3 separate regions of the Sus scrofa genome follow, and all the other regions are linked to region 1. The links are chromatin contacts, called in public Hi-C and promoter capture Hi-C maps. All regions are on one chromosome and are shown on one strand. Each heading gives the region's core, a stretch centred on a gene start, on an enhancer-like site or on the middle of the called end of the contact. The rest is flanking DNA. Distances are from core to core; before and after follow the strand shown.

What was found. Promoter capture Hi-C pulls out the DNA fragments that hold promoters and counts their contacts. A called contact is a pair of places that touch in the nucleus more often than the background predicts.
Region 2: a contact with region 1 is called in a promoter capture Hi-C map of liver, with 3 times the contacts expected there. The contact joins the promoter of DNAJC8 here to the promoter of EYA3 in region 1. A contact is called at or near these places in 3 of 5 promoter capture datasets (fetal liver and liver), 8 of 47 Hi-C or Micro-C datasets (alveolar macrophages, blood, epiblast stem cells and 5 more) and 1 of 2 datasets of contacts at active chromatin or transcription factors (alveolar macrophages).
Region 3: a Hi-C map of mesenteric adipose tissue shows a contact between it and region 1, with 2.0 times the contacts expected there. The contact joins the promoter of PTAFR here to the promoter of EYA3 in region 1. A contact is called at or near these places in 2 of 5 promoter capture datasets (fetal liver and liver), 25 of 47 Hi-C or Micro-C datasets (alveolar macrophages, blood, brain and 11 more) and 2 of 2 datasets of contacts at active chromatin or transcription factors (alveolar macrophages and skeletal muscle).

What each region holds. Positions count from the first base shown.
Region 1 is chr6:85,184,376-85,187,338 of Sscrofa11.1, forward strand. EYA3 (eyes absent homolog 3) reads right to left here and starts at 1,481. Exons shown (of 18, transcript XM_021095661.1): 1 at 1,325-1,481.
Region 2 is chr6:85,305,447-85,308,409 of Sscrofa11.1, forward strand. It overlaps DNAJC8 (dnaJ homolog subfamily C member 8), which reads right to left and starts at 1,576. Exons shown (of 10, transcript XM_003356239.4): 1 at 1,050-1,576. It overlaps ATPIF1 (ATPase inhibitory factor 1), which reads left to right and starts at 1,796. Exons shown (of 3, transcript NM_001097486.1): 1 at 1,796-1,912; 2 at 2,007-2,098. The coding sequence starts at 1,826.
Region 3 is chr6:85,270,847-85,273,809 of Sscrofa11.1, forward strand. PTAFR (platelet-activating factor receptor) reads right to left here and starts at 1,514. Exons shown (of 3, transcript XM_021095662.1): 1 at 1,420-1,514; 2 at 363-430.

The DNA.
Region 1 (2,963 bases), core at 231-2,730:
ACAGGTAACAAAATTTGGGAAACAAGTGACTAACCATTATTAAAAGCCTACAGAGAAATTTAAGAAATCTTTGACAAACCTAAGTCTCAAAATGAGAAAAAGATGGTTTTAAGACTACGCTGGAAAATGTAAAGAAAAAATAATAGTCAGAAGAATATGCTAGGTAATAAAGTAATGTAATGTCTGGTTTATAAAGAAACAGGAAGAAAAACAGGAAACTTGTCAATACAGTAAAAATAAAGAAACAATGTATAAAGAGGCTGGATAAAGACACACATACACAATAAATTCAACTAAAGAATATGAAGTTTGAAATTACTATGCCGAACTCGTTGGCAGAAAAATTTTCAGTAACAGCACAGTGAAATTTCTGAAAATGAACTTACAAATCTGGGGCTAACAATCTCCCAAAAATCTGTCCTGTCACAGCAACTATTCTATTAAGTAAAGCCCATGCAGAAAACAGAGCTGATCGCCCCAGAACATACGCATTTTGGCCTCAGCTGTGCATATCCATTCTCATGGGATAGAGAACACGAAAATGACAGGACGTCCTCAGGACCTGTCAATTTAACAGGAGTACACAAATCCAATTGCCAGCAGTTCTGTGTGCCTGCCACCTGTTAGCCTGCGGTAGCGAAAGCCCCCGAAAGTGTGCTCCAAGGAAGAACTGGGAACGCCTTTGTTGCTCCCTAACTACTGAAGCTACAGTAGTCTGCCTCAGCACTTTAAAGAAAACTTACACCAGGTCGGGTAAAATTGCCTAGATCGGGGCTTGGGCAAAGGAAGAAAAGGCGGGAGAACACCAGGTGAAGCGCAAATGTCACCTAACCGTCCCGGGAGGGGGAAAGTTGGGGGACCAGGAGCTAGGACCCTAGAGAGAGACTTGCTGTTTCGCACTGGAGCAGGGTGTGCACAACGAGGAGATGGGCCGTCCTGCTGGGTTGAAAGAACAGCGAGATCCCGGGATTAGAGGCTGGGGAAGAGAGGTGCTAAAGTGAGAGCAGGGTCAAAACCTAGAGGCAGTAGCTCAGGGACCAGCTGAGGCGAAAGGCAAGAAACAAGGGCTTTTAAAGGGTGGATGAGGCGCAGGGAAAACAACCAGACGAGAGGTAAAGCGGCAACGAAACAATCTCAGCTGAGGTGAAAGAGGCGAGGCCAGCGTGGGGGAAAGAAACGAAATGAGCTCAGGAAGCACTGCAGGGACAAGGGACAGGCAAAGAGAACCCCCACCCACAGAGACCGGGACACTACTCTTGACCCGTCCCTCTACAGGCTGTACTCGACCGGCCGCACTCAGACCCTGTCGGTAGCGAAGACTCACCCAAAGGCTGCAGAGGCCCCACAGCAGGACATGGGGACTGGTCCAGACTCACAGGAGAACCAAGCGGCTGGAGGAAACGGCGGCGTTAGTGTGACCCGGAGGCGCATCCCTAGGAACCGGAAGTCGGCGGCTAGGGTCGTCTCACAAGCCACACCTCGTTCCACCCAAATCCTTTGGGCGCATGTGTCAGGCCTCACGGGGCGGGGCGGAGAAGAGCCTTGACCCCGCCCAGTCGACCGTCTTGGTAGCCCCGCTTCTGGTTCCGCCCGCGCCTCGGAGGTGTTTGGTGCGGGTAGGCTGGTATTTAGAACGCCCAGGCCCTGGTGCCGCTGGGCTACAAGCCGCCCCGATTGAAAAATACACAGCACTCATTTTTCAAGTTCTTTTGAAATGCGTGTAATCCCTGTCTCTCTAAAACGAAAGTGAAATGTTGGATGTATTTGGGAGGAAGAATGGCTGGGAAGTTCTGAAAGGCACTGGGAGGGGAGGTTTGCCCAAGGTGATTTTTTATTCCCAGTAGTAGTTTATTCTTAATAGTGTGTTGAGCTTACAATTAATTTCTCTTTCGGACACAGTATTTTAGTTAATAATTTTATCAGAAACAAGATTTTTAAATGCTTCATTAAGTTACTACCCCAGTATGGACAAGGAGCAGAGTTGAATTCAGGTTTTCTAAGGACTTGAAGTTTATTCAGTTGGAGGGCTCTCTTTAAGGAAATCCACAATTACAAGTACAATATTAGGTATAAAAATGAATCTTTACTGTGAGAAAAGAAATCACAAATTACAAGTTTTTTAAATTTCACAAATACAAAATCCAGAAAAACTAAACACTTTTAGTTGTTACACCTCCTAGGTACTTCTTTTCTTATGTTTTTTGATTTATGTCTTTTATCTTCTTAGATCACTTCTCTTTGTGACAATTTACTAAGTAATTTCATTTACTGAGATCCTTGACTCCTCTCTCTCCCTCACACCCTACATCTAATTCATCAGAAATTCTGCAGGATCTGCCTTCAAAATCTGTCCAGATTGCAACCATTTACTGCCTCTGTTGGTACAAGCCACAGTCAGTGTATGACCATTTACTCTTTTTATACCCTTGCCCTTCCAGGACAGCACCAGTCGGCTCCTGTTAAAACCTTAATCAGGGTGTTTCCGTTGTGGCTCAGTGGTTAACCAATACAACTAGGAACCATGACGTTGCGGGTTCAATCCCTGGCCTCACTCAGTGGGTTAAGGATCTGGCATTGCTGTGAGCTGTAGTGTAGGTCGTAGATGTGGCTTGGATCTCGAGTTGCTGTGGCTGTGGTATAGGCTGGTGGCTACAGTTCTGATTAGACCCCTAGCCTGGGACCCTCTATATGCCGCAGGTGTGGCCCTAGAAAAAGGCAAAAAGACAAAAAAACAAAACAAAACAAGACCCCTTAATCAGATCAGCTCCCTCCTGTAATGAATTCCTATTTCATTGGGAAGACCAAAATCCTTACATTAGCCTAGAGGACCATCAAGATTTCTCTCTCTCCTCTCTCTCCTCTCTCCTCTCTCCTCTCCCTCTCTCTCTCTCTCACTGTATACAACACACCCAATACAAATAACCTCATCTCCTACTCTCTCCATTATTCCTCTTCTCAAGGCA
Region 2 (2,963 bases), core at 326-2,825, 120 kb after region 1:
TATCTGGCCCCTATAAAGCAGTTCCTCTCCATACTTTCCAACCCGTCACAACACCAATCTGTGTTCTGTTTCGCGGACTTAGTTATTCCCTACATTTCATATAAATGCCGTTTATCCAATATGTGACATTCTGTGTCTGGCTTACTTCCCTTAGTATGATGTTCTCAAGGTTCATTCAAGGCATTGCATATATCATGACTTCATTATTTTTTTGGTTGAATAGTATTCTACTGTATGTATATACCACAATTTGTTTATACATTCATCAGCTGATGGACATTACATTTGGGTTGTTTCCATCTTTGGGCTGTTGTGAAATAGTGCTACTATGAACATGTGTATGAGTATCCGTTTCCAATGGGGGGGGATATACCTAGAAATGAAGTTGCAGAGTCATACGGTAATTCTATATTTAACCTTTTGAGCAACTGCCAAGCTGTTTTCCACAGTAGCTAACCCATTGGAGGGCTACAATTTCTCCACATCCTCACCAATGCTTATTATTTTCCATTTTTTAAAAAATTATAGCCTGCATCATAGTGCTTGGATCAATCTTTTGCACAAACTCAGCAGGACCCTCCACTGGATACCACCTAGGAAACAATCAAAAAATAGTAGTATCTGAGGACTAAAATCAGAGTGTCTGAAATGGGAATGGCCCTTAAATATATAGAAACACTCCAAATTTTTATCACCAGGTAGCAGGCTTATGAGTGATTATTATTTGTTTCCTGCTTTTGTGTTTTTCCAAGTTTTCTGTAATGAACATTTGGAAATGTACCTTGCAGCCATTTCCTTCTACTTAAGTCATATAACCCAGGGCTGGTATTTTTCAAACCAAAAGATGATCAATAAAAACAGTTCCACACTTTCATAGAAAGCCAAGGAAGATATTTTTAAAGTCATGAATAAGATCTAGCCCAACCCTCTCATCTAAAGGAGAAAAAATTGGGCCCAGAAAAGGAAAATAACCCAGGCAAAGGCCATAAACTACTATTATCTTGATCACATTTGTTAGATGGCCAAGGAAGGTCAAGGCAAAGCCTTACCTAGACTCTGCTTTTCCTCTTCATTGCATCACATTGCCAAAAGTCCTGTTATACAGCCCATTTGATAACATATCAATGCATCCTGCAAATATTAATTCAAAGCCTACTTGACTGACCAAGGCCCTATTAACTTCATAAGATCAAAGGTGCAAGAGAGAAAGAACAAAATAGGAGGCTAAGATAGGAGGTCAGGGAAGTTTTCTCTGAACTGACATTTAAACTGAGACTTGAGAGTGAAATGCCATCGCAACTAAAGAACACTAACCATATACACATACTTTTTTAAGAAAATTTGCTCACAAGTCTTGATGACTAAGTCAAGGAATCCTGGACAAAGCTGCCCACTCTCACTAGCGTAGTACCCATCTTATTGATGCTAGTAGTCCAGGAAAGGGAAGACTTCCTTTGGGTGTTTAAAAATAACAACTTTAGGATTGGAATCGTAAGGGAGGGATGGACACATGCCTAAATCTAATAGCTTCAGGAGCCGAAATCTCGCCTTCTGACCCTCTGCTCCTGTTTTTCCCAATCTCCTCCATTGCTTTCCTCCAGTCCTTTGACCCTGGAGCCCTTGCGAGTGGTTGGCTAAGAATAGGCCCGCCTCTCGGTCAGGATTCGCTGTAAGCCACAGGAACCCCGCCTCCCCCTCTCATGATTCGCTATTCCTGGGTTCATCCCGCCTCTCCAGAGAAACAATTGGCTTCCCGGCCAGCAGCGCCGTTAGCGTACAGAGGAGCTGCACCTCGGGTCACTGGAGAGGTACTGCACTGACAGCAATGGCAGCCACGGCGTTGGCGGTGCGCTCGCGGATCGGCGCGTGGAGTGTCTGGGCCATGCAAAGCCGAGGCTTCAGCTCTGATACGGTACGCCGGCGGCAGTGCCCGCTACCCCATCCCTGAGCGGGGACTCCCATCTCTCCCTCCTCGCCTTTACCAATGCTCCGGTCTCTCTCCGCAGCCAGAGGGTGTCCGCTCCGGTGCGGGTGCAGTCCGGGACGCCGGTGGAGCCTTCGGAAAGAAAGAGCAGGCTGATGAGGAACGATACTTCCGGTGAGAGCCAAGGGGCCCAGAGACCAGCCCTGGAAGTCTCACGGCCTTCCAGTCCTTCTTAAACTGCCAACGGCCCCACCCTGCTGCCCTCCCTGGTGTTCTGTGGCGTCCCATCTCCCAACAGAACTTCCCAGCCCCGACCCACTACACTCATCGTTTGATGGCCCTACTGTTGCCACCTATAGGGCGTTCCCACTGCCCTGCCGAATCCCAAGGCCCCCAAACCCAAGACATTTCCACCTGCGAGTCTTCAGAATTCGCCAACACGGCTCAATTCTTCCTGAATCATTTACCATCTCCGCCCGTGGAGTTCTCTCCGCGTCATGCGAAACGCCCCCCAGATTCCTCCCAGAGAGTCTAGATCCGAAGGTTCCAATTACGTGCAGACCCTCTGAGCCTATCCCTCCGGCCTCCCCCACCCATCACCCAGGCCTTCGCTTTGCTAGCCCGCATGGATGGATTCCCTGACCTCAGACCCTCTCAGCCATTTCTAGATCCTCACACCTCTCCAACTTGCCTGAGCTAGTGGGTTGCAGGAGCATGTGGCAGCTGCTCCTGGTTGGAACCCTCCCCGCTTCTTGTGGGCTGGGCCTATATACTCTGTTTACCAACCTTGAGTTATCTCACAGGGACTGCTAACCACAGTGAGGAGCAGTGTGGAATTAATCTCGATTCTTGGCCTATCTTCTCACTTCTACCCTCTCCTGCTCACTCTTAAGAATTATCACCATAACAGCTACCATACCAGAGAGACAAGGTGCAGCCCTTAGAGACCTCTAATTGGCCTCCTACATTTTATAGTTAAGGAAAACTGAGGCCCATATATGGCCGAACCAACGTTTGAATCATCCCTTCTTGAGACCTA
Region 3 (2,963 bases), core at 264-2,763, 87 kb after region 1:
TTGGGATCCAAGTCATATCTGCGACCTACACCACAGTTCACGGCTACGCCGGATCCTTAACCCACTGAGAGAGGCCAGGGATCAAACATGCGTCCTCATGGATGCTAGTTGGGGTTGTTACCGCTGAGCCACTTGGAAGCCTGGAATGCTTACTGCTAGAGTTCCCTGTGGCAGTTGTTACAAGAGAGACCTCCAAGGGGTAATCCAGGTCCCTCCAGAGAGCGAGACTAAGGATCAGAGAGCGTCTTTTCACCAGGCATTCTTTTACATCTACTGAATCTTTAACTTGTTCATTGGTTACCTCTTTAAAAAAATAAAATATTAATAAATAAATAAGAGATGGAATCTGAGGTCAGACTTACCTAGGTCTAAATCCCACTGCTCTCTCCTGGCTGTGGCATATCAGGCAAGTTTGTTAACCTCTCTGAGCCTGTATCGAAACAGCTCTATTTTATAGTTGTAAAATGACTCATAAAATGTATCATATAATAAAATAAGGCTTACAAAAGCATTGAGCTTGATGTCTGACCCACGGCAGCCATGTGATGTGTAGTTAGCTTTTTTATTATTATTATCAGCTTTTGTGGAGTCCCAGAGCCATTAGAAATCAGCACTCAGACAGCTAGGAGAGGGGACCCTCCCTCTGTGATGTGGCCAGGACCCCCAGCTCTGCTCCTGGCTGACCCCCCATGCACAAGCAGGATCCAGAGGGAAGGGTGAGAAGTGGGGATGGTGCCACTGACTGGGTCCCAGCCCCTGCCCAGGCTGAGTACCACCCAAGGGTCCTGGGGACGTGTGTATGTGTGTGTGTGTGTGTGTGTGTGTGTGTGTGCGCGCGTGTGTGTGTGTGTGTGTGTGTGTGTGTAGACATATGTTAGTGTGTCTTTGTAGAGTAGGTTTGTTTGCTGTGAGTGGAGGGTCTTCATGCCTGTGCCTGTTGTGTCCTGCAAGGGTTCATGTGGTATGTGTTTCAACACTATTGTACACGTTGTTTGTCTGTAAAGATGTGTGTTTCGTCCTGTGGGTAACAATATCCATCCCATGAAGGGATATTGTGTCAACTGTGACACATGTGTATTGTAGGTAGTGCGGGCTCATGGGTTGGATCAGTGGAGGTCAAGCTCTGTTGTACAATGGGGAAGGGCTGTGAACCATGAACTGTGTTTGTGGGAGATGTGTGAAGGAACGCCAGGTCTGTCGGTGACCATATGTGTTAACTGTGAGGGGTGAACGGATGTGTGCTGTGTCTGTGAGAGAGGAAAGGGGTTGTGTGTATGCGAGGAGGTGCTGATGGGAGGGAATCAGGCATAACCGAGCTCTGCGCACCCCTCCAGAGCCGGACCAGCCCCAAGGATCCTGCAGAGCAGCCAGACAAAGCAGCCGAACCTGGCCTTCTCACCCAGGCCGCTAGCCTCTTACCTGAGAAATTGCAGGGACAGTGGTCCAGGAGGTGACAAAGAGGCTGAGGTCGGGGCCGCTGAGAGCATGTTTCCTGGATGGTTCCTTCGGAGAACTCAGGAAGTGGGGCTGGGAATGGGGAGGAGGCAGAAGGCAGAAGGCAGGCCCAGACCCAGGTGTGTGACTCACTTCAGCTCCAATCCCCGGTGAGCAGTGACGGATAAAGAACTAGGGGAGGGCTGCCTGCAGGGTGGGCCAGGCACCAGGCCAGGAAGCCAGCTCCTTGGGTGGGGCCCCAAACACAAGATCACCAGGAATACTCACATCCAGCAGGGAGTGTCTCTCTCTCTCTCTCTGCACGTTAGCTCGGCCAGTAACACAGGGCTGATCCATCCAAGGCAAAGCCCCTCTGAGAGGAAGGGCTGGGCCTGGGCTGGCAGAGGAGGGAGGAGTGGGTCCCTGGTCTGAGGGAAAAAGGGCCCTGACCTAGGGAAGGTCCCAGCCCTGTCCTCAGGAGCCCCCAGTCTAGAGAGATGGGAAAGGGACACAGCCCTATCAGGAGCCTGAGCATCTGGGGATGCTGTCCCAACTCCAGTGAGCTCCATGCTGCTGGACAAGACCCAAAGCTGGGAGTTCCCATGGTGGCTCAGCAGGTTAAGACCCTAACTAGTATCCAGGAGGATGCAGGTTTGATCCCTGGCCTCACTCAGTGGGTTAATAAGGATCTGGCATTGCCATGAGCTGTGGTGTAAGTTGAAGATGTGACTTGGATCCCGCGTTGCTGTGGCTATGATGTAGGCCAGCAGCTGTAGCTCCAATTCGATCCCTAGCCTGGGAACTTCCATATGCCATGGGTGTGGCTCTAAAACAAACAAACAAACAAAAAACCCAAAGCAGCTTTCAGAAGATTCCCATCTGAGGGGACACACAGCCAGTCTTGCCCACAGGAAGCTTCTGCCCCATGGGTATGAGATAGCCTGTCCTGCCCACAATTGCCCCCAACCAAGGAGGAGCCTGTCTTGAGGGATAAGAAGTCTATTAGGAAAGAGAAAATTCTGGCTCTGGAAGCCAGCCCCTTGTGAGGGGAGATACAGCATCCCGGCCCTCAGGAGCCCCCTGTCTGAGGGAGAGGACAGCCCACTCTGACGAGTGCCCACTCTGACCATGGCGAAGCACCATAGTTCTCTCAAAGCCTAGGACAGTGCCTGGGCTCCAGCTTCGTGGGTTCTGGGCTGAGAGCTACTCCTTGTCTCCACCTCCCCCCACCACCCGACCTCCAGGACATAGCGAATTGGGCTTAGCAGGAAACAGAGAAAAGCAAGCTGGGCCCTGACATAGGTGGACATTCTCAAATACCAGCTCTAAGAACCCACAAGACCGAGGTCTGACCACCGCCTCTGATCTTCAGCTAGAGCGCGCCATTGAGCATCTTGGAGCCTCGGGTTCATTTCCGGGTCAGAAACAGGCGCTCATACTCCCTCCGTTATGCCTGGCGTGACATCGGCGCATATTAGGAACTCAGTAAGTGAAAATCGCTCTATTTACCCAAATTCCTACCTCCTGTT